Linked DNA regions of Mus musculus: regions 1, 2 and 4 are each linked to region 3. A link is a contact called in public HiChIP or PLAC-seq data. All regions are on one chromosome and are shown on one strand. Each heading gives the region's core, a stretch centred on a gene start, on an enhancer-like site or on the middle of the called end of the contact. The rest is flanking DNA. Distances are from core to core; before and after follow the strand shown. Region 1 has its middle 21 kb from the start of Gm33390. Region 2 has its middle 18 kb from the start of Gm33390. Region 3 overlaps Lncenc1 (long non-coding RNA, embryonic stem cells expressed 1). Region 4 has its middle 14 kb from the start of Enc1.

Region 1 (7,047 bases), core at 2,408-4,907, 150 kb before region 3:
ACATACACACACATACATAACACACATACACACATACATACACACATACATATACACACATACACATACACACACATAAACACACACACACACATATATACACACATACATACACACATACACACATACATAACACACATACATACACACATATATACACACATACATACACATACATACATACATACATACACACATACACACACATAAACACACACATACACACACATATATACACACACATACATACACACACATAAATACACACACATAAATACACACACCACACCTCATGGAGGTATGCATGTACACAAATGTACAAGTGTGTGTACACACGTGCCTACCTGCACACACTCTCTAAAGAAGACTCAAAGGCACTTGTGTGCAGTCCTTGTTAAACAAAGCCACTTCTGTTTCCTTTCATATATGAGCCTGCTTCTTTTAGGCGCAGAGGACATAAACAGGGTGGGATTTAATGTCTCTGTGGTGCTATCAAATGAGAGAGCTTTCAAACAGATGCCGTGCTTATACGACTTTTATAAAAGAAACCAAGCAACTGAACAAAGGTTTGAGGAAGTGTGTCTCTGTGTGTGTTTGTGTGTTTGTTTGCTTATTGTTCAGAATGGGAAAGTGACTGGCTGGCCTAAATCAATTCTTTCTCCCTACCCCATTTATCACAAGTTTATGATAGGTCTGAAAAGACCCCTTTAATCTCTTAGCTGATCCTTTCTTTGTGATTCCTTTCAAGCCTTAACAATTTCCCATTAAGTCATCCTCAGATAAATGAAGGTGAATACGGAGTCTCCAGGGCTGAGCTGAGTGGGAGGGGGAGGGGAGACGACTGGAGATGCCTAGTGCAAGCTGCAGACTAACCTGAGGGCTCACTGTCTCCCCAGCAAGGCACAGTGATTTACAACCCCAGTCCTGCTCCTCAGAGTGTGTATCCCCAAGACATGAAGAATGGAAGGGATGAAAACACCATTTGTTCCTGACTTTACTGATGTATAGGTTTTTAAGGAGGTTCTCCCGCCAGGACAGGTCACCCTTGACAGATGACTTTGCTACCGGCTTTGATTTCAGCTTCCCACCAGGGCGTGCCAAGCGAAATCCATTAAGGTTTAAATTGTCCTATAATTTCTGCTTGCTTCCGGTGACTCTAACACATATATCCAGTCAACAAGTAAGTCACGCCCGAGGCTTGTCACTACACACTATGAAAATGAAAAAAAACAGAGATGCATTTTTTTTTCAAGCTGACACCTGAGTCTTTCTTTGGTCAGGGAGAACTTGGCCAGGTGATGTTCGTTTTTTCTTGATAAATCAGAGTCTTGTGAGAGTGTTCCAAGGGATGGGAGGTGGCCGCAAAGCTCCCTCTTGGCATTAATGTAGACAAATGAACAGTGCTGACATTACCAAGGACTTTCCAGCTATCCCATCTCCTGCTGAGTGACTCAGTCATCACTGCCTGTACTGAAGGATCCACACCATGTGACCTCAGAAGTAGCCTTCTTGACTCAAAGGGAAGGATGAAGAAGGAGAAGAAGAAGAGAAAAACCACAGAAAACGGCCTTAGTTCTTTTCCTCTTGAAATCTCTGTATTAGTAAGTGGCAGGAAAGTATTTTCATGTCTGACAGAAGTGGGTGATCTTTCTCTGCCTCATCCCCCCCTTCTCTCTCATATATCCTAAGTTGACGGTGAACTCACTTTGTAGTTAAGAATGACCTTGGATTTCTGATCTTTCTGCTTCTACCTCCTAGGTGCTGGGATTACAGGCATGTCCCCACATCCATGGTCCCCACTAGAAAGGCAGAGACAGGAAGACTGCCCTCTCTTCCATCCTGCCTGGGTCACATTGTTCTGTCAGGCAGGGCTACATGGCAAGACTTTCTAAACCAAAGACAACACCAGAGGTTGAGAGATGGCTTAGCAATTGAGACTCTGTACTGCTCTCACTGAGAACCCGAGTTTGGTTTTCAGTCCCCACATCCAGCAGCTCACAACTGCCTGTAGCCTTACGTCCAGGGAATCTGAAGCCCTCTGGCCTCTGAGGGTAGTGTAGGCAAACTCACAAACTCATACTCAGGCACACATATGTACACATACTTTAAAAAAAAACAACTTTAAAAACAACAAACAAAAACTCCAAACAAACCCCGAACAGCAACAATAACAAAAAAGAAAAAAAAAAAAAGAAAAAGGTAGCCAAAGAACATATGCAATAATAGCACACACAAGATGGTTTCTTGGATCAGAGAAGAAGGTATCTGTGGCAGTCTGGCTTTGTAAATTAGGGTCCCTGGAAAAGTAGAAAATATTTGTGGAATTTGAAAACCTTTCATCATGGAAAATTTCAGACACACACACACACACACACACACACACACACACACACACACTTTAACCTCGTCCTTTCATTACCCACTCTATATCAGCACAAGGAGATAGTACTTTGAATAGTCTTTATCAGTCTCTCTCAAGTGGATTATCTTGCTGGACATATTAGACATAATTTTTTATCTGTAAATAGGTCAGTCAGTGTGTATCTGTGTAAAAGGCATGGTATTCCCCCCCCCCCACTCTCTCTCTCTCTCATCTACAGTATAACTACACCACCTAAAAATCCCACCATTTGTTCCTCAATGCTGTTAATACTTCATGCACTTTTTGGACAGACTGGTTGGGGAACTTTCAGGCTAGGGGAAGGGCAGGGAGGCACAGCAGGTCATTGGAGACCCTGTCCACACTGCTTCTGTCTGGTGTCCACAGGTATAATTAGGCCATGACCTTTGCAGACCCTCACACAGCAGCTAACTAATGCAAAGCCAAGGGGAGGGAAACATCCCAGACTTCCTGGCTTCGGGGAGTCTCCTTGGGTATGCTCCGTGCCCGCTCTTACTCTGGGTGGGCTAACCTGCACAGTCCCACATTATGGGCCAGCCTGCACTGCCTGCTTACAGCAGCTGTGGGCACCATTTGCCCGCCACATGGGTGGGATCCATGGCATTCTGAGAAAGTTTCAGATTGGATAGTAATTATGGAGTGGTGTTAGTCACAGAGGTTTGGGGGAGGATGCTAAGGTTTAGAGTGAAGGAGGGGACAGCGAGGACAAGGAGGCCTTTGTCCACCACTTGAACCACTTTAGCACAGCGTTCAGGGCAGATGGCCGAGATGGACCCCTGAGACGAGCTTCTTCACATTTTTTTTCAACTTTTCAGACAGAAGTTCCACAGTCCTACGCCTGGGGCTATCTGAAATATTGAACTAAATCCGTCAAAACCTTTTAGACCATTGTTTTAGGTTCATTTGTATTTTCTCCAAATTTGGGCCTAGCCACTACTATCAGTAATAATTGTGACAGGAAGTGACCTAGCATACATTTTCAGAGGTTTAATCCATTATCAGCATAGCAGGAAGCCTGGCAGGCTGCAGGCAGACATAGATAGAGCTGGAGAAGGAGCTGAGAGTTCTACATCCAGATCCATAGGCAGCAGGAAGAGAGCGAGAACCTCTGTGCTTGGCTCAAAGCCCACCCAACAGTGACACACTTTCTCCAATGAAGCTACATCCCCCCAACCCCCCACCCAGCAAGGCCACATCTCCTAATAGCACCACTCCCTGGTGACCAAGCATTCAAATCAGTGACCCTATGGGGGCCATTGTTATTCAAGTCTCCACAGAATCTCACTGTCTCTCTCTATAGGTGAAGCCTAGTGTCTGCTTAATTCAAGCCAACAAACGTAACCCCCCCAACAAACGTAACCTCTTCAAGCCCCGCACACCCCCCCCCCCGAATCCCCCCAAATCATCATCCCCCCCCCCCCCCCCCCCGCCAACCAAAGCACGACTTATCTTTACAGGATGTGTAACAATTTCCTCTGACTCATGAAGTCAGGATCAGGAAGCAGATAGCCTCACAAACCCGGAAAGCTAAAATATGCAAGACCCTCAAGGCCCTGCTCTGGGGTTGTAGAATCAGTTAACAATTGCTGCCTAGAAGAAACTCCCACTAGCAGGGACTCCTGGAGACTCTGACCCATCTGCTGAGCTACCTGCAGGTTGTGCAAGGAGTCCAAGAGTCCTCATGGGGCTGGGGTGGGCTGATTTTGAATCACCCAAGTTTCTCAAAGTAACCTATAAATGGATGGGTTTGCCATAGTGGACTTTGTGGGTTTGTTACTTGTCCGGTGAAATATCTTGTGTGAACAGACCTTTGTTCACATCTCCCCAGGTAAAGTTAATATAACAGGAACACGGCAACTCCTGGCAAGAATGAAAACTGTCCACAGATAATCCAATAACCCACTCTAATGCATCGTTCTTCTGGCTCCTCAGTATCACTGGAATAAGTCCAATTTCTCCATAGCCATTTGTTGGGAGCCATTAAGACAACACAATTGTCCTGATCTCTGAATTGGGCCTCCCCCCCCCCCCCGAGAAGAAAGGGGGGTCAAAAGCGGGCCACGACACACTGTTCCGAGAACAACCACAGGATGTTCCAGCCCTAAGTCAGTGCCAGATGTCCTGACCACACCCTGATACCACCAAGTTCCTGCTTCCCCATGTAACTGCCTAAAGAATGTGCAATTCTATTGCCCCACCCCTCCTGTGCAATTCTATTGCCCCACCCCTCCCACTGATAAGTACCTGTACTTCCCCTTTTGTTTGTGCAATTCTACTGCCCCATCCTTCCTGCTGAATGGCACTTCCCCTTTTGCTTGTGCATTTAAACCTTGGGCCTGGCTAATACATTGGAACCTTGATGCCACTCAGTACGTTTCCATGTTGTTATTCGCACAAGGTTCTCGTCTCTCTCTATCCCCCAATTTGGTTCTTAGGAGAAGGTCCCCTCGAGACCCTTGAATAACTGGACCTGCTGGACGGGTCGGCCATTATCTTCCAAACAACCATATGCCTTCTAGGTCCTTCCTCCCTCCCTCCCTCCCTCCCTCCCTCCCTCCCTCCCTCCCTCCCTCCCTCCCTCCCTCCCTCCCTCCTTCCTCTTTCTTTCTTTCTTTCTTTCTTTCTTTCTTTCTTTCTTTCTTTCTTTCTTTCTTTCTTTCTTTCTTTCTTTCTTTCTTTTTCGAGACAGGGTTTCTCTGTATAGCCCTGGCTGTCCTGGAACTCACTCTGTCGACCAGGCTGGCCTCAAACTCAGAAATCCACCTGCCTCTGCATCCCAAGTGCTGGGATTAAAGGTGTGCACCACCACTGCCCGGCTTCTAGATTCTTAAAACACATTCACTCTGTGAGGTGCCTGCGTTTCTCCTGCTTCTGTTGGGCACAGGATGGAAATGCTTCCTAGGTTAATGCTCAAGGCCTAATTTGTCTTAGGCTCCCATTTGTCAATTTCTAGCACAGATGACCGCCATTATCAGCCTTCCTTCGCAGGCTACTTTGGCTATAGTGCCACCATGTATAAGAACATCAGTCCTGACTTAACTACTTCCCACAATGCCTCAGCTTTCAGTTCATTCTTCACAGGCTGCTTTGGTTTGAATGTAAACTGTCACTGACAGGACAGTGTGTTTGAATACTTGGTGACACTATATTAAAAGGCTGTGGATCCTTTAGGATCCTCGCTGGAGCAAGTGGCTTTCTTGGGTAAGGACCTTGACAGACTCTAGTGTGGTCTAAATCCTGGCTCAAGCGCTTTGCTTTCTGATTCTTTGAGATGTGAAGAAATTCAGTGACATGAACACTTCTGTGTCCCTACTGCCAGCTGAACTGTGAGCTAAAGTAGACCCTTCTTCTGTGGTCTATGCCGGATGCTTTCGACACATCAAAGAAAACCAAAGAGATAGCAGGGCCTTACCAGACAGCTACATGGCACACTGGTCCTCTCCTTTGAAACACCGATCACATCTGCAATTTTTAAAATAGTGATTGTAGGGTTATGGGTTATGCCTGTTTCTCCTTGAATGTTAACACATACAGACAATTGAAGCCTGCAGACAGGAACCCTGGTTCCTCTGCCTCTCTGTCTCCCTCAGGGCTCAGCACAGTCCCTGAAATCCTTTGCAGAAAGTGTTTGAATGTGAAAGAAGCACTCCATCTAAGGGGAGGGTCCATGGTGGCAAATATGGAATGTTGACCATGGAAACAGAAGGGAGAAGCAGAAAGGCGGAGGAGAGCTGGAAGATATTTGTGGATTTCCGGCTTGATGGCTGTCTCCCCTTAGCGTGTTGCCCAACACACTGGTCCCAAGAGTTAATCTATTAAAGAAGGAAAGGGAGCCATAGGCACAACACATTGACGAGTGTGCCAGATGTACTGGCCTTTGGAGTTTCACAAAGAAAACTTATCTGACTGAAAATAATACAGTGGGAAGGAAGAGCTAATTTTGGGTGGGGAGCACAGAGACAATGATGACCTCTCTGACCTACCAGTTACAGTACCGGTGACTCTCCAAATGAAAGCATTGAGCACCGCCAAGGTAAGGCTGGAGATGAGAGTGTAACTGGATGTAAATGTACTCAGCAGAATACAAATTCGGTATGGATTCAGAGCATGCCAGCCATTTAAGGGAAGGGGCTTGGTGCACATAAATGCTTTGCCTATACACTATGTTGGCAGAAAGTTCTGACCCAGGAGCAGATATGTTTAGGAATAAGGAGGTATTCTGGCAAGACTCAAACTGCTTAGCAGAGTGATACTACCTATGTTCATTGTCTGGCCAATACCACCCTTATGCCCTTTATTTGGGGAAATAGACTAGTTGGGATGCCAAAGGTGCCCAGGTCAGTTCCTTTTCTTACACTTTCTACTGTAAGAGGTATCCAAGGAGTAGAGTAGCAATCAATCCAATGAGACTTATGGCAAGCTCTTTGAAAGAGATACATCAGTGTCCAGAGCCCTGCCATTGCAGAGCCCTGCCATTGACAGTAGATAAATGATGTAAACAACCCCAATTCATGATCAGATGAGTGGTCCAAGTATATGCACAATAGAGTATTAGTCAACCTCCAAAATGAGGGAAATTCCAACACATACTACATTCTACAGTGTGGATGGACCTTGAGGCTGTTGTGCTAACTGAAATGTCAGTC
Region 2 (7,012 bases), core at 2,988-5,487, 190 kb before region 3:
CACTCCCCAGGCTGGAGACAAAGACTTTTAACAAACACGTGGAACTTGAGAGGGTATTTGGATTCCTACGTAATACACATATACATTGTACTAAGTATATGGTTCTTTACATCTGTCTGTCTGTCTGTCTGTGCTCCTGTGCACGCTCACATTGGTGCACTGGTCAAAGGATAGCTTGTGGGATTTGAGCCTCTCAACTCCAGCACCAGAGTTCTGGGGATTGAACTCGGGTTGTCAGACTTGGTGACAGCGGCCTTTACCCTAAGCTATCTTGCTGGCCTGTCCTAGGTATGGTAAGTGATTTGGAGGTGCTGTCATATGCTGTACACGGTCTCTAGGCAGCTGCAATGCCAGTTTGCACATGGACTTGATCACCTGAGAGGTTGTATCCTTGCGGCTTCCAGGAGCCAGTGCTCTGAGGATATCAAAGGACAGTTGCACTTTTCCCAAAATGTCCTTTGAACTTACAGTTTGAGATCCGTGCTTACAGTTCTCTGGGCATGGAAAGAAGGAACATCGACCACTGAAACCCTCTCAGAGTAGTTCAAGTCAAAATAGGTGACTAGAGCCACCCTAAACCTGGGTGAGATAAGCTGGGACAAAAATGAAGATGACTCAGAAACTAGATCTGAAGGCAATTGCAAATGAGAACCCAAAGATGCTTTTAGTAAAATCAAAACACAAATGTTTAAGTAATTTAAAACAAGAAGATAGATATTTGCCTTGTTTTTTGTTTTTTGGTTTTTTTTTTAATGTTCTTGGGCTGGAGAGACCTCAGCGCTGAGGATCACTGCTGTTTTTGCAGGGGCTCCAGGTCACTTTCCAGCCCCTATCAGGCAGCTCACAACTGTCTGCAACTCCATTTCCAGGGACCCGATGCCTTCATTGGACCTGTGAGAGCAGCAAACCTGCATGTGGTGCACATACATATTTGCAAGCAGACACGCACAGACATGAAAAGAAATCTTAAAAAGTAAAACGTTCCCATTACTTAGTATATTTATTCTACATTCCTCTCTCTCTCTTTCTATCTTTCTTTCTTTCTTTCCTTCCTTCCTTCCTTCCTTCCTTCCTTCCTTCCTTCCTTCCTTCCTTCCTTCCTTCCATTTCTGTGAGTAGCATTTGAACCCTCTATGAATATTTGAAACCTACAACTCAACCAAGTTTTTCTGTTGAACTGGTGACTAGATAAAAAAAAAATCATTTTTATCTTCTCTCCTTATTTCTGTTTACTCATTGTGTTATGTACATATGTGTCTATTCTCACATATAAACATACAGGTGTCCATGTATCTAAACTTAACCAGGCAGCTGGGTATGGCTTCAAAGGCCGTTAATGTTAACTGCAGAGGTAGAAAAACCTCTGAGTTAGAGGCCAGTGTGTTCTACATAGTGAGTTTCAGGCCAGCCAGTCTAAATAATAATAGAATCTCTCTATAAGGAATACCTAGTAGGAATTGAATTATTTTGAAACAAAAATGAACTGTGTTGTATCTCAATTAAGACTATCTCAAATGAAAGCTATATTATTGGTGGTAAGATTACAGATCAGAGTTGACATAGGATGAGTGATTCTGTATGTAAAAATTTAAGACAATTTTTTTTTTTTTGGTTTTTCAAGACAGGGTTTCTCTGTGTAGCCCTGGCTGTCCTGGAACTCACTCTGTAGACCAGGCTGGCCTCGAATTCAGAAATCCACCTGCCTCCCCCCCCCAACCCCCCCAGTGCTGGGATTAAAGGCGTGCGTCACCACCGCCTGGCAAGACAGGCAGGGTCTTGGTTGACCTAGAGCTCACTATGGTCCAGGCTGGCCTTGAACTCACAGAGATCTGTTTGCCTCTGCCTCCTGAGTGCTGGGATTACAGCAAAGAGAATTTTAAAAGTATAAAAGATAGCTAACTAAGAATAGAAAAAAATGTACATCTAAAAGGAAATAAAAATGATGTATACAGGAGAATGATCAGCCGCAGAGAATGTAAATTAGGACACGATATCATCTTTCTCTCCCCCTTTGCCTAGCAAATTAGGAAGGGCTGAGAACATGCAATGCCATGCCCGACAGGGGTGTGACTACGTGGGGCTTTTGTACATTGTCAAGGGAGCATGAGCTGATGTCTGTTGTAAGCCTCAGAAATCTCTAAAAGGGTTATCATTTAGCCCAGTTGTGCAGCTTCCAGGATCTCTCCTGTAGAACTCACCTCAGCAGCTGAAGACACTTCTGGATATAAGGGAGGCTGCTGGGTACCTTCAACGTCCCACTGAACAGTGAGGTGGACGGTGGTCCCTTGGCCAAACACTGTGCCCTGGTTCACTTACACATGTCACAGGGAGAGGATGCGCCGGCAGAGGGCTAAATGGAGGGAAATCAGCCTTCGGAATTCTATGTGGAACAGTCACTTATATTAAAAAGAAAAAAGGCTGGGTGTGGTGGCACACATCTTTAATGCCAACACTTGGGAGACAGAGGCAGTCCAATCTTTTTGAGTTCAAGACCAACCAGGTTATGTGGAGACATTGTCAAAAAAAAAAAAAAAAAAAAAGAAAGAAAGAAAGAAAGAAAGAAAGAAAGAAAGAAAGAAAGAGGGAAGAAAAAGCAAGATTCTGGTGGCTGGAGATAGTCTGGAAAATAAAAGAGCCAAATGTAAACTATAATTTTCTTCTTTTTTCTTTTTTAATTAATTAATTTAAAACAAACAAAACCTACTTTCAAAATCGTGCTATGATTTGTATCTTGACTGTCTCCTAAAGGTCCATGTGGGACGGCTCTGGTCCCCAAGATAACATATTAAGGCTTGAAAGGACTTGTTTTTTTTTTGTTTGTTTGTTTGTTTTTGTTTTGTTTTGTTTTGTTTTGTTTTTTTTTTTTTTGGATTTTCGAGGCTGTCCTGGAACTCACTGTGTAGATCAGGCTGGCCTCGAACTCAGAAACCCGCCTGCCTCTGCCTCTGTGCTAGGATTAAAGGCGTGCGCCGCCACGCCCGAGGTCTGAAAGGACTTTTGAGAGGTAGGGACTAGTGAGGGAGTCAGGTCTCAGAGGTTGTGTTCATTTTCTTTCCCGTTGCTACGATCAGACAAAAAGGGACAAGGGGTTCATTTTGATTTCTGTGTTCAGAAGTTTAGGTGCATCATGGCAGGAAGGCGTGGCTGAGCTCTCAGGGTAGGACAGTGTGACAGGGTCATTTTACTTCATTGTATGTTAGGGAGGAGAAGGCTTAGGTTAGTCTCAAAGGTCTCACAGAGCTGTCCTATGAGAGGCCTGGAAGGGGACACTCTGAACTTAAATCACAGTAGGGGTCCTCTCTTGAAGGACAGAGTGGGACCTCTACTCTTGTTCTTTCTGATTTTGTTTCTTCCTCATGAAATGAATGGTTTTACTCCATCCTGAGATGTTTCAAACCCCTGCCAGACATTGACATTAAAGGCCTGATGGAAACTCTGACACCGGGAGTCAGATCAAGCCCTTTCTCTTTACATGTTAATTACCTTGGGTATTAGACTGATAGAAAGCAGACAGACACACATTATAAAACTTGAAAAAAAAAAAAAAACTTGAAGCTATCACTAATAACACATCAGGGCACAGGCTATAGGATAAATGAGTGAACAACAGGGATCCCGTTCTGGGGAAAGACAGAAAAAAAAATGCCACTAAGGGAAATGGCTGAGTTTTCCAGAACTTTTAGATATTGACATCATTTAAGCGGAGTCATTACAATGAAGTCTGTGGTATATAATTGAGAATTATCCAGTTACATAGGTAACGTAGGGGTTTTTTTTTCCCTTCCCTGTTTCCTTTTCAATTGCCTGAAAAGCTTCCGATTGTCATGTTCCCTGAGCCACTTTTCAGTCCTTTTTGGCCACCCCTGCATCCCTTTAGCTTCACTTGGGAAGCCAGACGCTTAGAGCCCTCCAAGACTGGAGGCTAGGGACTCCAAATCCTAATTCTTACGGACCCATCATTGCCTGGCTACAGTGATCAGTGACATCAGAAGTTGTTACATGGAAAGTTTACAGCGCTCTTAGCTGAAATGAGCAGACTGGGCAGGCGCGCTGCAGAGTCTGGAGAGAGAAGGCCATTCATTATAAGACATCCGGGAAAAGCTGGAGAAAGATTAGACCGGCCCCTCTCCTCCCTCCTAGCCATCTTCCAGGCTTCAGACAAGCATCTTTCCCTCCTACATGCAGTCCTTGGCTTTCGCTGGACCTCTCACCCTGCTCACGGCCACAGCTTGTAGCGCGTTCTTACTCCTACCCACAATCCCATCTTGTCCTGTTGTACTAAGCCCCATGAGAGCTCCGAGGGCTTATCCAGTTTACTTCTCGCCATTTCGCCAGTACCAAGACCAGAAAGAGGCCTGGTATGCACTGGGTGCCGAATAAATATTTGTTTAATGGATGAATTTTTCCGGTGTGATCTAAACTAGAGAAAGAACTCTTGGCACAGAACCAAATACTGATAGCTCTGTAACCTACTAAACGCTTTATTATTTTTTTCCTTTAGATTTTTCATTCCAGCTTCACACACACACACACACACACACACACACACACACACACACACACACACACACACACACTCATGCACTCACGGACGCACGAACGCAAGCACGCAAGCACGCAAGCACACATACACGTACTTACGCAAACCCTGCAGGTACAGGTGCATGTTCTTTGATTTCTTTAGCACTCACTAAGTTCAAGAAGATTGTACTTGGCCTGAGTGATGAAAACAGGCTTCGCTTTAGGCAGACATTTGAAACCCCAACTAAGCGCCTTTTAAAGCCCCTTAGAAAACCAAATGCATGCAAATAGCGCTTTCCTGAAAACACAGGTTAGCACACATTAAGAAACGACCGCAAGCCAGGCGGGCTTTCTGGAGACGCTCTCCCCCTCCCCCAGGCTCGGTTTTCTGAGATTCCTAATCAATGCTCCCACTTAGCATATCTGTCATTCTGAAATCCCCACTTCCTTGCCTTTTGTAAACTCAAAATTCTTGGAATTCAACTTAGAGGCCCAAAGCACCTTGTACTTCTTTGCACTTAACAGTTATTGAGCACGTGGCTAGGAGCTGACCCGAGTGCAAACGGAGAGATTTTAATCTTTCAAATGAGATTGCACCTGCACTCTGAGGAAGCTAAAGGGAGTTTACAGGATGATTAGCTCATGGTCTAGTTGGGACTTCGGGTCCTTGTGAGGAAGTCCTTGGCCTGGTAAGTCTTAAGCACCGACTCTCTCTCTCTCTCTCTCTCTCTCTCTCTCTCTCTCTCTTAGGAACGTTTCATGAAAATAACTGTACACTGTTTGAATGAAGAAATGAGAGGGCATCTTCTCAGAAGCTGAGGTAGTCTTTCTTCTGTAATGAGCTTTGAGTAGCAGAGGGATAAAGCATTGGTCTTCCAAATATAACAAGGAGGACAAATGAAAATATAAAAGAGAGATTTGAGATGGAAAAAAAAGAAGAAAATAAGAGAGATAAGAAAAGAAGAAACAGCTAAACGTGTGCCTACCCTTTTATGGAACTTTTCAGGGAGAGAATTTTGAGGTGCTCTGACTCCCCAGATAAGAGCTGATTCCCTGTTTGCAGAGGAACACACACACACACAGCTTTCCATCTCCATGTTTGGTGCCCACAGCCTCATGACAGATCTTCCATGGTGGTTCTTATGACGTTGTGCAAAGCCCCTGGAAGACTCCTTCTGCAGGTCACTTCCCTAAACCTGTGTTTAATGGGGAGGTGGGGAGAAAGGAGGGAGAAAAGGAGGAGGGAGAGCCACCTGGAAGAAGCACACCTCCACATATACCCCTGCATGCCTTCTCAGGCAGGTCCCACCTGCAGCCTGTGGCCCCCATGCACAACAGAATAGTCCTGAGTGAGGCTCCAAATGCAAAATCATAAACTTATTTAAAACATTATGAGAATTATTTTTGCTTTTTTGTAACTCAGTTGCAAAATTCTCAAGTGTGAACTTTGTTGATAACTACGTTGTGCTACAATGTTAAAAGGCTAGACATATCAGCAGGGCCACCTAGTGCTAGACTTAGTGCTAGAGACAGAAAGGATGCTAGCAGTAGAGAAACCATTAGTGCGGTATTCAGGGGTAGAGTGCTTCTGTCCCTACTGAATCAATTGTCTCTGCTTTCGCAGAGTTTGACCTACAGAAAAGAGTAAGTGACTGGGTGCAGGACTCAGGCAGGAAAGCTGGGTGGCCAGTATCCTCGTGAACTGGAGATCCACAGCATGGAGATCTGTGCTAAGAGGCTCAGCAAGTGCACGGATGCTGGTGGCCGAGCAAGTTCTTTTCTAGAGATATAAAAAGAAGTCATTGAAATGAGTGGTTTTTCACTTTTGCAATCTTATTAAGAGTTCATAAATCAGATCGGAAAAGTGGTTCAATGGGTAAAAGTGTTCATGTTTGTGAATGCCAGAGCCCAACATGTAGAAGGTGAGAACTAACTCCCGAAGACTGTCATGATGCACCTGTGCTTCTTGGCATGCATGCACAGGCATGCACGCACACACACACACACACACACACACACACACACACACACACGTCACACACTCTCAATAATTTCCAAACTGATCAAACCAGAGAAAGTCTTTAAAAAGTTATAAACCATCATTTATTCACTATGATGAAAGAATCACCAGAATGCTGGACTGTTTCCAGAATGTTCTTTTGCGCTTTCTGCAAGTCCTGTCCTCCAGCTGATAGTTGGTACAGGACAAGATGAAACTCTGGCTGTTTCTCTGGGTCTCACCAAGGGCAATGGCAGCGCACAAAAGCAATGCAAATGAGTAATCTCAAGACAGTTTTCTAAAATCAAGACCATCCAGTGGTGGTTTTGTTTTGTTGTTTACTTTATGCTTGTGGGTGTTTTCTCTGCATGTATATATTTCCACCATGTATCTGTCTGTTGCTTTTGGAGGACAGAAGAGGGCATCGGAACCCCCTGGACTGGAGTTGCAGATGGTTGTGAGCCACCACATGGGTGCTCGGAGATGAGCCCA
Region 3 (6,779 bases), core at 2,788-5,287:
AGTTGTTCAGTATTTGTCAGGAAACTGCCATATTTTGCTGAGTTGTGATTCTCTGATACACGCCATTTAAAATTATTTCTTTGTGTGTGTGGTAGATTTAAACTTCTGACAGGGAAATAGCTATAAAATGTAAGATGTGTAACCAGCCAGGGCTGGAACACATGCTGGATCACTTGCTCTGCTGAAATTGGTCATATGTAAATCCCCTTCTTTGCATAATGATCTGTAAATGGGAAAACTGGAGGAACAATGTCAAGTGCGAGTCAGCCACACCGCATTTGAGCACTCTTGAGAGTCAAAATGTTTTTCTAAATTTCAACTCTTCCTCCTTAACATTTGGCTATGGTGCTGGGGTCCTGTCTAGCACATCCTTCAGTTTATAAAATACTCAGGCCATTGTGGAATCAAAGTTTGACAAAACAAACAAGCGGAGAAGCAAAGAACTATGTAGCCACACATTTTGTTCAAGTGCACAGGAATGCATGTAAAAACTCTTGTTACATGTAGGGCCCAATGGTCAGAGTGGAAGAGCAGGGGCTTGGTAGCTTTATATAGTCGGACAATACTCTTCAGTTCCTTTTGTGAAACTCTGAGAATTTGTGAAGACTAGGACAGTCTCCTTGAAAACAATGAATGCTGTTCAATTGTGAGGGGTTCATGGATTTAAGATTAAGAATTAACATGTGGGAGACATAGATAAGGGAGTGTACAGTTATGGTAGTATATTGTGCTCTCTCTCTCTCTGTCTCTGTCTCTCTCTGTCTCTCTGTCTCTGTCTCTGTCTCTCTTTCTCTGTCTCTGTCTCTCTCTGTCTCTCTCTGTCTCTCTCTGTCTCTCTCTCTGTCTCTCTGTCTCTCTCTCTCTCTCTCTCTCTCTCTCTCTCTCTCTCTCTCTCTGTCTCTGTGCCTACAAGAGGAGAGGCCCCATTTTCCATTCAGGAGAGGGTCCCACTCTTTTACCAACAATCTAATTGTTGTTCCTTAAAACTTGCAATAAATGTTTGCTGTCTTGGCAGTGGTTTTATGGGGGCAGGTAGGGGAAGGCAGAAAAAGGAACATTCTAGTTGGCAAGAAAAAACCATTTGATTTGGGGTTAGGACTTTAGGATTTTGTAGTTCCCGGTTCGTCAGTTTTAGTAAGCTGGACATTTGTTACCCTTCGTAATTGTCGTATTGGAGGCTTACTGCCTTTGTCTGCTAACGTGGGCCTAGTCCTGGAAACTTCTAGCCTCTGTACAATCTAATCTAGACCTGGAATGTTTTCAGCCTCTGAGACTTAGTACTAAGTTTACCCTTCTTAGTTCTTTCTGATCTCTGGCTGGCTGGTTCAACTCAGCTGTTCTAGCTCAAACTCCTCTCCAAGCTGACTGATTCAATCTGGATTCTCTTGGTTTCTCTTGAATTGCTCTGTTTGGCTCCATACTAACGTTGGCAATATGTTCTAATCTTCTGGTTCCTACTCATTCTCCAGCTTGTCTGTCTTCACCTGTGTCTAGCTTGTTCTGTCTCTACAACCTGTTTGTGTCCAACTGTCCTGGCCTCTCTCTCTCCTTTCTGCACTGTTCTCTCTTAAGTCACCTCTCCTTCATCTCTCTTGAGTTCAGCATGTCCTATTCTGCCAAATCTTTCCTTGATTCATCACTTTTCCTGCTACTCAATTAGACATCACTTTCAAGTGTGGGTGCCTCTTTCTACAAACTAACTTTACCTTCATTGTTTGGGATTACAGGTGTGTACTAAGGGCATGTCTGTATTCCAGCCAGAGGGATTAAAAGTTTTAGAAACAGGTTTTTCTAGTAAACAACACAATCTTAGGGTTCACAGCATGATCACATATCCTGTCTCAAACCTTTTCGGGTTCCATGTGTCTTAATCTATAAAGTCAAAATGCTGATACCCGAACCCTGGGCATGTAGCTCAGTGGAGATGTGGCATGAATAAGACCCTGGGTTCTGTTCCCAGTACCAAAGAAGAGGAACTGGGAAAATGTTGTATCTGTTATATCAACCTCATGGCCAGGGAGGGAACCTTATGCTGGAAGGAAAAGGGGTAGTGTTACAAAATAATAAAGATTTTCACAAGCCACAGTGTTCTAGAATTACAATGCATTGCCATTACTATATCTGCTACATGACAGATATTTCTGAAACTGACAAATGTGATTAAAAGTAGGCCTCCAATTGTGTCTAGAACATCATGTGGTTCCTGGAAGGTGAGAGGGCAACTATAGTCAGAACAAAAGAATCCCATGGCATCCATCTGTGATGTCAGTTTTGGAGATGAATCCAGCATCAGAAACCTCTTCAAAAATCTTCAATGTATTGGCAAGAGGCGAATTTATAAATTCAGAGATAGTCATAAAAAAACCAAACCAAAACAAAAAAACCCTATAAGCCAGCAGTTTGATTATTTACTTTGTTTACTAGAAGGAGGTACCCATGTTTGAAAGTGATGGATTTATTTGCTTTATTCAGACACTGGTTAAAAAACAACCCAGGAGGTTACTTTGTTGACATACCTACCAGAACCTAAATTCCCCATCTCCTCTTTCTTGGCTTCCCACACTTCTATTGAGAAGTGGCTGAGGCCTAGCTGGCAGCCAGGCAGGAAGGAAGGCGATGATCGGTGTGGGGATAAGGGAACGGGTATTGGAAGCTGAAGTGCTGGGTTTGAGTCCCGACTCCTGGCTTCACATAAGTGACTCTGGGACAATGGGCTGTCTTCTCATTTAGTGCCTCAGAGTCTTCATTAGGAAGGCAGTACAGCTTTAAGCAAGAGCTCCTGGTAAGTCTGAAGGACTCAGCCGTAGAAGGTACTGTTTTTAATCATCGGATTCCTAGATGTATGTGTTTGTTAGTGAAATGAGCAAAGAGAAGAGACGACACCATATTGCATTTCTACAGATTGCCTGCCTAGTTTGCTTCCTAGTTACGCACATGTCAGAGTGCTTGGCTGCCTGATGATGGCTGGGGAGGGAATGCCTAGAACTAACAGATCAAACAGAGCCAAGAGTTCTGCTCTGGCTGCAGAAGGGAAAGCAATCTTCAATGGTGATTTTTCACATCTTATACTTAGCAAAAGGAGGGGGTGTCCCCCCCCCCAGAATTACGTTTGATTTTTCTAGAAGCTTTCACAAAGATCCTATCTTCTGCAAGGATGAACACCCACATGCTCTCTCTCAATGCTACCCCGCCCCACCCCTACCCCGACTTCTTCCTACCCAATGTTCACTGCTGTATTTTATGTTCAGATATGGCAGCTGCCCACATAGATGGATCCCAGTGGGTCAAAAGAGGCATCGTATCCATAGGAACCAGAAAAGATCCGAGCAGTCTGCTTTCAAAGCCATGTGTTTGCGATGTGGCCAGACTGGCTAATGAAGGTATTTTGTTCCAGTTATGACACTTAGAAACAGACAAGGCAGGAGCTGTCAGCTTTCATCCAGACACTGGAGTGTAGAAGGATGCCCAACAGAAGCCACTGGGGTCGCTCCCTGACTTTTTTTTAACCAGCTCCAAGAATCCTGCCCCATGTGCCAGCTCCCAGGCAGGCTGGATACATTAGGCAAACTAGAAAGCAAATCCTTGAAATGGGAGCTATTTTTTTTCCCCTTTGACAAACAGGTACTACATACCAGCTACTCTGCTAAGCCCTAAAGAAACACCCAGGCAAATGAGACACAATTCCTACTTTCAGTAAGTTAATAGTGTGGTAGGAAAGACACATAGATAAAAATTACAATGTGTGATCAATCCGATTTGAAGGTTCAGCAGAGTGTAAAAGGGGTCTTTGATCAGTTTTGTACAAGATGCTTCAGATTCCTCTGCCTGGAGAAGATCAGATGGGAATCCAGGTAGAGGCACTGGCAAGAAGAAAGTAGGGAAACATGAGGAGGTGAAGGGCATGAGACTGTCTGCTGGAAAGTCAGGGTGAAGAGGCTGGGATGGGCCGGATCTTAGAGAGACCTGAGAACAATGCAAGGGAACTGCAGGCTCAAAGGAATCACGGCTGAATTTAAAACAGCTTACAGTGGAAACCACAAGCCTGCAGGAAGTCCATCTCACCGGGCTATGCTGGTGATTTATGCTGTCAGGTCTGTGGTTGGAATGGGTGCTCTGGGGCGTAGGCTGATGAGTGAGGACGAGCGGAGTAAGGGAAGCTGGGAGGCCCATTCGACGGAGGTTGAAAAGCTGCAAACCAGCTTGAGGAGATAACGTTGGTGGGGACAGCGGACTAATGAGCAGCTTGGTGAACATGGAGCTGGATCACAGCCCATATGCAGGATGGACAGAATGCTGCTGGAATGGGCAGTGCTGCTCACCTGACAGACAAGGAGGTATTGGGAGTGGGTGCTGTGATTCGGATCTCGACTGTTCCCAAAGGTTCCTGTATTGGTTTGGTCCCAAGGATGACACTATTGAGAAGTGGTGACACTTTTTCAGAGTAGGACATCTTCAGGTCATTGGGAACACACCACTGAAGAATCCCGTGGGATTACAATCCTTCCTTCATTATGTTTTGCTTCTTGGCAATAAACTGAGTGACTTAGATCTGCCATTCATCCAAGCCATAATGTCCCAGTGCCTTGTTACAGTCCAAAGCAACGGAACATTGCAACCTACCATAGCCTAAACCTTCTATCGGAGGAGGTGCAGCTTCCCTATGTCAGTAAAGAAGGAAAGAGCAAGTTGTTGGGTGAAGGTGGGATTTCCTGGTTCCAGGAGGGGGAGATGGGGCCTTTTCAACAGGCTTGGGAGGAGTAGCTTGAACAACCATGAAAGGCCTTGGGGCACCTAGGGCATGCAGCCTCCACCGAGGGTGGGGGTCAAGGAGGTTGGTGGGAGCTAGCTGTTAGCTGATAAAATTCACCCAGCACTTGTGTTATCTGACTAGTTTTAAAGTAATAAAGCTGTCTAGTGTTTTTCTTCCTCAGAAAGAGGAGAAAGAAGATGGGACAGTTGATGGAGACTTGGCTAAGCTAGCCGGAAGGAAGATAGCTGGTGAATCACAGACATCTCGAGTTGGGAGTTGGTTGTGTTCCATCCTGGACTAAGCTATATGAAGAAAAGGGAACCAGGAAAGGTTGGCTCACTGGCCAAGGCACTGGGCAAGGAGGTAGCATGATTTTTTTTAAAAGCATGACACTTTATTTATTTATTTATTTATTTATTTATTTATCTATTTGTGTATGTTTTTCAAGACAGGGTTTCTCTGTGTAGCTCTGGCTGTCATGGAACTCACTTTGTAGACTAGGCTGGCCTCGAACTCAGAAATCTGCCTGCCTCTGCCTCCCGAGTGCTGGGATTAAAGGCGTGCGCCACCACTGCCCGGCTGCATGATTTTTAAAAATGCTACACAGCCACCTTCAAAATGGTGAGGCAAAACCAGATTTTCCCCCTCCCTCTCTTTTCTCCTTTTGTATGTGTGCTCTCTCTGTGTGAGGGTAGACATGCACTGCATGTGTACCCGGGCAGAGGTCAAGGGTCCATGTTGAGGATCTTTCTCTGCTGCCCTCCATCTTACTTTCTGAGACAAGGTCTCTCACTGAACCTAGAGTTTGCTGATTAGGCTGGACTGGCTGGCCAGCATGGCTCTGGGATCCTCTTGTGTCTGTCTCTGCATGTTGGTATTAAAAGTGGTGGGGGTACAACCAGCTTTTTGCATGGGTGTAGGAATCCAGATGAGACCTTCCCTTTACCAAAGTTGATTAACTCAAGTCTTTTGTTATACTGACAGGAAGCTGACTAATGCCATGGAGAACCAACCAATCTAGGGACCCAGAAGGAGGGAGGGTGGTAGGGGATGTGACTCTCAGCCCCACCCCTCAGCACAATGGTTCTTAGCCAGTATTTGATTCTGTGGCTCTGAACTGGACAGGACTAGAGGCTAAGCTCAGCAGGCCTGACTAACCTTTAAGGTACGTGAAGATACCTCTGTTGCTCTCCTTTGGCTTCCTCATCAGTAGCATAAAACACTTTCAGTATCTTTGATTCTTCCTGCAAGAGCTTTCCATAATGATTTCTCTACATTCCCTTCTGTTTCCTCACATCCTCTTAAAATGCAAAGCCCCAGGCTAAAAACAAACCATGTGTCTTTCTCAAGTAATACTTGTAATTATATATTTTATGTGCGCCGGGCACACTTTATTAAAGATTACTTTAATTCCCACTTTTGATACTTTATAGTTATTAAATCCCTTCTTTTCCCGAGAAATACAGTAAAATTTAAAACTCATGAATATTTGTCTGCCCACTCAGCAGTCCCTTGCAATGGTGTATTTACGAGCTCCGTTGTCAGAGATCAAGAACTTTTCTAGGCTGATTATCTCAAGTATTTTTGTTATACTGACAGAAAGTTGACTATCTGGTGGGTAACCAACCAATCTGGAGACCCAGAAGAAGGAAGGGGTGGGAGGGGCTATGACTCTTCAACCCCACCCCTCAGCACATTTGACTCAATGGCTACAAATTGGGAAGGACTGCCCAGAGCGCTAGTCCTCACAGGACCAGGGTGGAGAAACCCCACTCTTCTTAATTCACTTCTGTCATTGAGGGCTTTTGCCCCAAATATTCTAATTATGTTGGGAATCTACTTTGATCTATCTAGTACTTAGGTTTTCAGAAACTTTAGCTGGACATCTGTCAGCGATGAGGGCCCTGACACAATGTGTGTGGGTGACTTCCTTTCATAGAGGAAGGGTAGAGGAGGAAGATACAAAAAGAGAGAGTCAGAATTGGCCATTTGATCTGCCATCTTCACACGGGAGTTGTCTTAAGCACGT
Region 4 (7,297 bases), core at 310-2,809, 250 kb before region 3:
GTGCCAAGCTTGGGGTCTACCCTCAATTTATTAGTCAGCTGGACCGTCAGATACCCACCCAAAGCTGTTACCCTCAGCCATAAAGACACAGCCAGCCAGAGGAGAGGAGCTGCATTGGGCAGAGACTGGAAGGCTCTGAAGCAAATGTTTACCATACTCAGTCCACATCTTTCTGTCGCTGATGCGCTGTGTGACACTGTGTACTGTCTGACAGTACACAGGACTATTATCAGACAGGAAAACTCACCTAAACCTTGGTGTTCAGAGGTTTTATCAGGACCCCATTTTACAGGCTTGATCGAATGTGGATCTGGTCCATTTCAGCATCCAGGATGACCCAGATGTGATGCTAAAGCCCCCACCGTAAATCACTTGGTCGGTCTTTCTCACCGGGAAGCTCCCACTTTGCACTGTGGTGGGTCTGGGCACTGCCTCTAAATGAAGACAGAAGCTAAGGGCAAGGGCCAGGCCTCTCTCTGAACAACATCAACTTCCTAACTGCACAGGCTCCTTTCCTAATTGACACGGTTGGTGGTCCTCCAGGAGAGTGCTCACTGAGAAGCATCAGAGACCTCTGGGAGCTGGCAATTTGCCAGAGGGTGCTGGTCTTCAAATTCAGGTGCCTTGGTCTTCATTCTCCTTATTTCCAGACGTGTCCCTAGGATGCGTCCAGCTACGTCTGATAAAGTCCCCGGTGCTGTGGTGCTCAGCTCACAGACACTAGAATGTTCCCCAGCCAAAGGTTCTGGAGCCCCTTATTCTGGGCCTAAAGACAGCTGACATCTCTGGAAGTCAATTATCTGCCATCGTCCAGATGTGTGAACACCTGCCTTGGAGGTTTGGGGAACACCAGTGTATCGGAGTCAGAGACTATGTTGCTCAATTTGAAACTGAACAGGAAAGCCTGGACTTTGTACACACAGCAAAGGGGGAGGCTGGGGACAAAGGACGCCTGACAACCTGGGAGGCCGAGTTAATAGTGAGCAGTCAAAGAAGAGTATAGAGTACAGAGGTTCGTTACAAAGTATCAGGGATTTGTTACAAAATGTGACCGAGGGAAAGGATGTGGATGTAGCCGAGTCCTTAGAGGGCTTGCTTAGAATGCACAAAGCCCTGGGGTTGATACCCAGCACTAAGTAAAGCTGAAATGGTGACACAGTCTTGTAATCCTAGCACTTGGGAGATGGAGGCTGGAGTATCAGGACTCTACTCACGAGGTGGAGTTCTGGAGAAAAATGAGGCAGAGTGAGGCAGGAGGAGGGGACTTGTTAGCTTAGAGTCTAGACATTGAAGGAGAGACTTGTGCGTGGTGGTGGGGGGGGGGGCAGGGAGAGGGAGGGAGGGAGGGAGAGAGAGAGAGAGCCTGATCATGTGATTTTTGGAAAGTGTGAACGCAGGTCTCCAGACCAGAGTGTTTGGTATATAGAGCCAACAAAGATAACAACGTGGCCAGAGGTGATGATGAGGGTCTCTACACAGGTCCTCAGGGGGAGGAGTGACTAGTTAGTTCATGAGACTGAGACAGGAACAACAAAAGCCCGCAAGCACTCACGTATGCATGCACACCCACTCGCTTTATTTTAATTTTCAACCTTGAAAGTCTGTTCTGCCTCCTATCCCTGTGTTGACAGAAGTAACTGCTCAGGCGCAGCTGAAAGACTAAAACGATTCAATTCGTAGTAGGAAGGTTTATGCAGTGACCAAGGGAAGCAATGAAGGCGGAAGGTGGCGTGCGGTTGGCCAGTAGCACCAGCGCGGGGGAAGATGGAAGATGCTATGCGCGCGCCTCTCCTTGTGCTGCTTCCCGGGAGGCCGCTTCGGTTAAGCTGTGGGGTTTTAAGGAGCTGAGTGCGTGTTTCTTTTGGATCTGCTTAGACCAGCCCCAAGGTGGCCCCACTCTCCTCAGGTTTCCTTCCTGTTAAGTGTCCTTGCCGTGATTGATGAAGTAGCCATTGGATAGCCTTTTCTAGGTTACTCGGAATATTTTCTTTTCCTTGAAGAATTTTTCAAAATGCCCTGGTTTCCTTTTTTAATTAGAATATTTATGTAACAGGTAACTTCAGCTGGAGTCTCGGATTTGCTGTTGACAGCTGAGAGACCTCAGGCACATAACCAGATCTTTCTAAACACTGGTGTTCTTATCCATAAATGGAGATCATTTTGAGACGTTTGCATTTTTTTTGAGACTAAATGATATTGTACATGTGAAAAATAATACAAATGAGAGTCATTATTTTAATGGAGTTAAAACAATTACCCATTAGGACAATAACATGCTGACTAAGTACACGTAGAAGAGATTTAGGAAGCTATATTTTTAATCACACTTATTTATTTTGTGTGTGTGCCATGCTGTAAGTTAGAGGCCACCCCTTGGGAGCTGGTAGGGGTCGAACCTGGTCAGGCTTAGTGGCAATAGTCTTTACCAGCTGAGCCATCTCGCCAGCCTTAGGAAGCATTAAAATGAATAATTCAGTACAATATCACATTAGTTGGGCACAGATGTGAGTAGTAGTTCCTTTTTTAAATTATTTATTTATTTGTGTATGTATGAGAGAAATAGAGAGAGGTACAGAAAAAGAGAGAAGAGAGACAGAGAAAGAGACAGAGAGAGAGACAGACAGACAGAGAGAGAGAGAGACAGACAGAGAAAGAGAGACACAGAGAGAGACAGAGACAGAGACAGAGAGTGTATGAGCTCATCATAGTATGGGAGGCCAGAGGAGGGTATTGGATCACAGTTCTTAGTAGGACTCTCAGCTTGTTATGTGGGGTCTAAACACTGGTCCTCAAGGTGGCTCAGCAAGCACTTTCTTTGGTTTTTAATAATTTCTCTTGCTTATGAGATTATAATACAATTGCTCTCCCCTTTCTCTCCTCTGAAACCCTGTCATCTACTGCTTCTTGCTTCTTTTCAAATACATGTCCTCTTTATTCACTAACTGTCAGTCATCAGCCTTAACCCCCGAACTCTTAGCCTATCTACCCCTGGTAGGTCCTAATTGGAAAAGACAACATGTGAACCTTAGAGTGAAGTATATTTGATCAAATACTATTTTCCTTCCTTCCTTATTTCAGAGGTTTTGAGAAGAATTTTCTCTTATTAATAATCACAATGATCTTCCTCAATTATAACAGTCACAATCGCCTAGTGTTTATTAAAGGTATAGCTCAAAAATATATACCAGCAAGGCACATACACCCAGAAAAGGCTTCCTATTATACAGAGAAGTTTTAGGTAATAACATATAAAGCAAGAACAATAATGATGGCCACAGTGTTGGCTTTGTTGTATAAAGGGGAATCGGTTTCTTTAAAATACAGCATATTGTTTTTTTTGCTGCTTAAAGTCCCTTGCATTTAATAATAGTTCAGTGTCTAAGCTGATTCACTCTAACCAGCTTTGCTTCACAATAATGCTGGCAACATTTTATAGGCTCTGAGAGACACATGATGGATAGTTTAACTCTCTTCAAAATGAAAGGGGAAAAAGTTTAACACTTTAAGAGTTATCCTCAAATTCATCCTGGTACCAGAAAATCCTTAAAAGCTGGATTTTCTTATCTCAGCCCTTACTGAGGCCTGCCACAACCAATCACATCTGTCATTTTGTATCCTTATCTTAACAGACAGCTGATGGGAAAGGGCACTTGGGATCAAAGAACCATTTATGCTTCATTCCTAGTGCCTCCCCTCAGTTCCCAGGAGGACTTACGAGCCCCATCCCCTAACTACTGCTTCTGAACATGTGGGATCCAGGTTGGAGCTGCAGGCCGAAAGCAGGCTCCAGAGCCCTGGAGCTGATCTGGGCTCACCTAACCCTGTCAGACTCCGTGTTGCTAAGCTAGTTCTCAGCTGTTCAGCCTACAACTTGCACCTGCAGGTTTGTGGGGTCCCTGGTGATCTCATCTCTTGCTTACAGCCCATACACATTCATTTATGTCTTCTGTTTAACCTATCTGAGGCTCACGTAGATTCATGCTGTGGGTGCGCCTGTTCCTCTCCAGCATGTTAAACGCCTGTCTTTTATACCCAGCTCACCAATCAACAGCTTCTCTAGGAAGCTCTTCCCAGGGGATCCACCAGTTCTTTACAAAGCACGGACTGTGTCTGTTGAGGAGGGCTTTCCTCCTTCCTAAGGAGGCAGAGTCTCAGGGTTTGAAGGGTTGGGTGATGTCACAGTCTGGTTCTGTGGCACAGCTGGCTTCTGTGACACTGTATGCTACCATGCCTCCACGTTCAGGGGTAGTCTGAAGACCAGCATCCCTGACAACCACTGGGAGCTTGGTGTAAATGCAAACTGACTCTCCCCACCCCAGATCTCCTGAGTCATCAGACTCTGGGCTCAGCAAGTTCCCCAGGTGAAACCAAGGTGTAAGGCGATACCTGCTCACTCTAGAGACAGATGGTTTTAGTGAACCACATTTTGGAGCCCTGTTGCTCCTCACATTCCTGTCTTGGGAACTTGTTTGGACTGGCAACTCCTGGGGACACATGCTGTGTCTGAGTGGGGCAAATGGAGTGAGGGCAGCCTCACCTGGGAGGACTGGGAGGATTGAGAGGACTGCCTGGGAGGACTGTGAAGACCGGGAGGACTCACTGTCTGTGCCCTGGCACCACACAACCTTGGCATCCATAGGATCAGAGTCAGAGTTAATCTGTTTTTCTTTTAGTTTTTCAAGACAGAATTTCTCCATATAGCTCTGGCTGTCCTGGAATTTACTCTGTAGACCAGGCTGGCCTCAAACTCAGAAATCTGCCTGCCTCTGCCTCCCAAGTGCTGGGATTAAAGGTGTGCACCACCACCACCCAGCTCAAGACTGGCTTTAGACTAGTTTAGAATGTGAATGATAATTCCTGGAAAAAAACAAAACAAAACAAAACTGTGTCTGCTGAGACTGACTGATTAGCAGTACAATGATGTGGGGAGGTTGCAATGTTGCAAGTCCAGGGCTAGGTACCTTATTGTAGGCTAGCTTTAGCCCCTGAATAGCCATCCCTTGCCCCAATGTGTTACAACTAGCATCCTGTGACCAATAGAAAACTTTCGTCCTCCTACCTAATAGCTAAGAATGTCATCAAAAAGCCTTTGAAGCCATTCGATAAGATTCCTCCATCTTGCTGTACCTACTTTTCTGATGTACCCATCACTGTATTTTTTTTTATTATTATCATTATTTATTTATTTATTTATTTATTTATTTATTTTTGGTTTTTCGAGACAGGGTTTCTCCGTATAGCCCTGGCTGTCCTGGAACTCACTTTGTAGACCAGGCTGGCCTCGAACTCAGAGATCCACCTGCCTCTGCCTCCCGAGTGCTGGGATTAAAGGCGTGCGCCACCACGCCCGGCTCCATCACTGTATTTTAATCTCACCTTGATTTATGACTTTCTTTTTGTTTTGTAAAACTATAAAATTTAGCAAAACTGCTTTCATGTTGGAACATGGAATTTGGAGTGACCTAAGTCTGTGTTCCTGAGCCATGGTCACTCAAAATGGCTCCATTTGAAAACAAACAAACAAACAAACAAACAAACAAACAAACAAACAACCTTTCAGTCCTTTTAAGACCAGAGCTGTGTTTTTCATCAACAAGGTAATGGACTAGAACAGGTCTGCAACTACTTTCCAGGTCTGACCTGTGGCTGACCTCCCCAACCAGACTCACAGCCACTCAGTGAACGTGTAAAATTCCTTGGCTTTTAGCTTTCGTGGCGTTCATTATGAACATGGTGCATAATTCCACCATGGTAATGGAAGTAATTAAAATGTGATCCGTTTATAATTACCACAGCTTGAAGGAATCACTTTTGGCCAAAATCACCTACAACATTAGCCTCACAAGAGCTATAGCAAACAGCTACCCAAGTGTGCGCATTCAAGCAGAACCTCCATAGCTAACTACTCCATCATTGGTTGGTGTTTTACTGCACTGTGCAGGGCGTTTTGCCTGCATGGATATCTAAGCACCATATGTTTTCTTGGTGCCCCTGAGGCCAGAAAAGGTCATACAATTCCTTGGAACTGGAGTTACAGGCAGTTTTGAGCCACCACGTGGGTGCTGGGCATTGATCCTGGGGCCTCTAGATGATCAACTCGGGAGACTGTGTCTCAAAAAGGACTGGGAACGTAGCTTAGGAGTTAGGTAGTAGAACACCTGCACAGCATGCTCAAGGCCCTGATTTGCTCCCTAACAACACAGAAAACAGAGAAAAGAAGCAAACCTAACAACAAACAAAACTGCATAGGGCTATTTAAGACTTAGACAATGGTGTGTGTGTGTGTGTGTGTGTGTGTGTGTGTGTGTGTGTGTATATATATATATATATACACATACACACACACATCTTTTTTTCTCTTTTTTCATGTGGCAGCAAGAACTCAGTTCAGTACTCTTAACCAACGAGCCATTTCTCCAGGCTTTTTGTATTTACTATTTTAAAGTTGTCCTTTCAAGGTAGAGCTTTGCAGGCCCTGAAACTTTGGCTCTCTGTTACCTGATGATCCAGCTGTTTAATCGACTCTGTCTGCCTTTACGTGTTCTGCATGGTAAGGCAATACCCCTGTGATGTCACCTTGGATATCTTGGAAAGCTGACCCTTTTACTTACATTATTTCTACATAGTAATTTTTCAGGGTTGTAATCTCTGCTAAATTATCCAGGAGAGTAAAACGAGGGACATGTTTTTATTTTCTGCTTGTTTGTTTTGGAAGGGACTAATTGTTGGCCATTGGCCACAGCAGCTTCACACTGGTTTCAGCCTGCAGCTTCAGCCAGACTTCTTCAAAAGCACTCTGGAACTCAGACCCAATGCTGAGCAAAAAACGGGAGGCAAGGTGGGGAGACAAAGGATAGAACCCCTTAAAGGGTTCAAATAAAGTTTCTATCAAGCTTAGATTAGGGGCTTATAGCAGTGGTTATGTTCTGTTATAGAAAAATAAAAATAAAAAATTTAAAATTCTTAATACTTCATAGTCCATGTGCCTTAGCAATTATGTACTACCATACCATCCAACTACCAGGGCTTCTCACAATATGAAAGCTTTTGTAGAATGTAAGAAAAAAAAATCAAAACAACAAAAACCTTCCCCCACCCCTGCAAAAAAAAAAAAACCAAAAAAACAAACAAACAAACAAAAAAACCAAAAAACCAACAGATACTATTTTAGTGTGTGCTGACTAAAAATGTTCATGAAAACCACAGTTCACCATGTACCCAGGAGGAAATGCCTGCTTGTAGCACAAGTAGACCAGAGACCCACAGATTAGAACCCAGCTTCTAGATCAGGAAACCT

What was found. HiChIP or PLAC-seq counts read pairs in DNA pulled down with a chosen protein or histone mark.
Region 1: a contact with region 3 is called in an H3K27ac HiChIP or PLAC-seq map of embryonic stem cells, with 5 read pairs. The contact joins two enhancer-like sites. A contact is called at or near these places in 1 of 115 datasets of contacts at active chromatin or transcription factors (embryonic stem cells) and 1 of 9 other capture datasets (embryonic stem cells).
Region 2: a contact with region 3 is called in an H3K27ac HiChIP or PLAC-seq map of embryonic stem cells, with 7 read pairs. The contact joins two enhancer-like sites. A contact is called at or near these places in 7 of 484 Hi-C or Micro-C datasets (embryonic stem cells and nephron progenitors), 14 of 115 datasets of contacts at active chromatin or transcription factors (craniofacial prominence, embryonic stem cells and pancreatic cancer cells) and 1 of 9 other capture datasets (embryonic stem cells).
Region 4: a contact with region 3 is called in an H3K27ac HiChIP or PLAC-seq map of embryonic stem cells, with 14 read pairs. The contact joins two enhancer-like sites. A contact is called at or near these places in 15 of 484 Hi-C or Micro-C datasets (beige adipocytes, embryonic stem cells and erythroblasts), 18 of 115 datasets of contacts at active chromatin or transcription factors (astrocytes, embryonic basal ganglia, embryonic forebrain and 6 more) and 1 of 9 other capture datasets (liver).

The regions. Positions count from the first base shown.
Region 1 is chr13:97,316,979-97,324,025 of GRCm38.p6, forward strand. No RefSeq gene overlaps it. Among named protein-coding and RNA genes, the nearest start is that of Gm33390, 21 kb to the left of the region's middle. Within about 2 kb of position 3,658, at least 19 of the 459 cell types and tissues checked have an H3K27ac peak or open chromatin away from gene starts, as enhancers often do. A contact at or near this core is called in embryonic stem cells, where this site is marked.
Region 2 is chr13:97,278,079-97,285,090 of GRCm38.p6, forward strand. No RefSeq gene overlaps it. Among named protein-coding and RNA genes, the nearest start is that of Gm33390, 18 kb to the right of the region's middle. Within about 2 kb of position 4,238, at least 31 of the 459 cell types and tissues checked have an H3K27ac peak or open chromatin away from gene starts, as enhancers often do. A contact at or near this core is called in embryonic stem cells, where this site is marked.
Region 3 is chr13:97,466,109-97,472,887 of GRCm38.p6, forward strand. All of the region lies in intron 1 of Lncenc1 (long non-coding RNA, embryonic stem cells expressed 1), which reads left to right. Among named protein-coding and RNA genes, the nearest start is that of Lncenc1, 35 kb to the left of the region's middle. Within about 2 kb of position 4,038, at least 31 of the 459 cell types and tissues checked have an H3K27ac peak or open chromatin away from gene starts, as enhancers often do. A contact at or near this core is called in embryonic stem cells, where this site is marked.
Region 4 is chr13:97,223,567-97,230,863 of GRCm38.p6, forward strand. No RefSeq gene overlaps it. Among named protein-coding and RNA genes, the nearest start is that of Enc1, 14 kb to the right of the region's middle. Within about 2 kb of position 1,560, at least 20 of the 459 cell types and tissues checked have an H3K27ac peak or open chromatin away from gene starts, as enhancers often do. A contact at or near this core is called in embryonic stem cells, where this site is marked.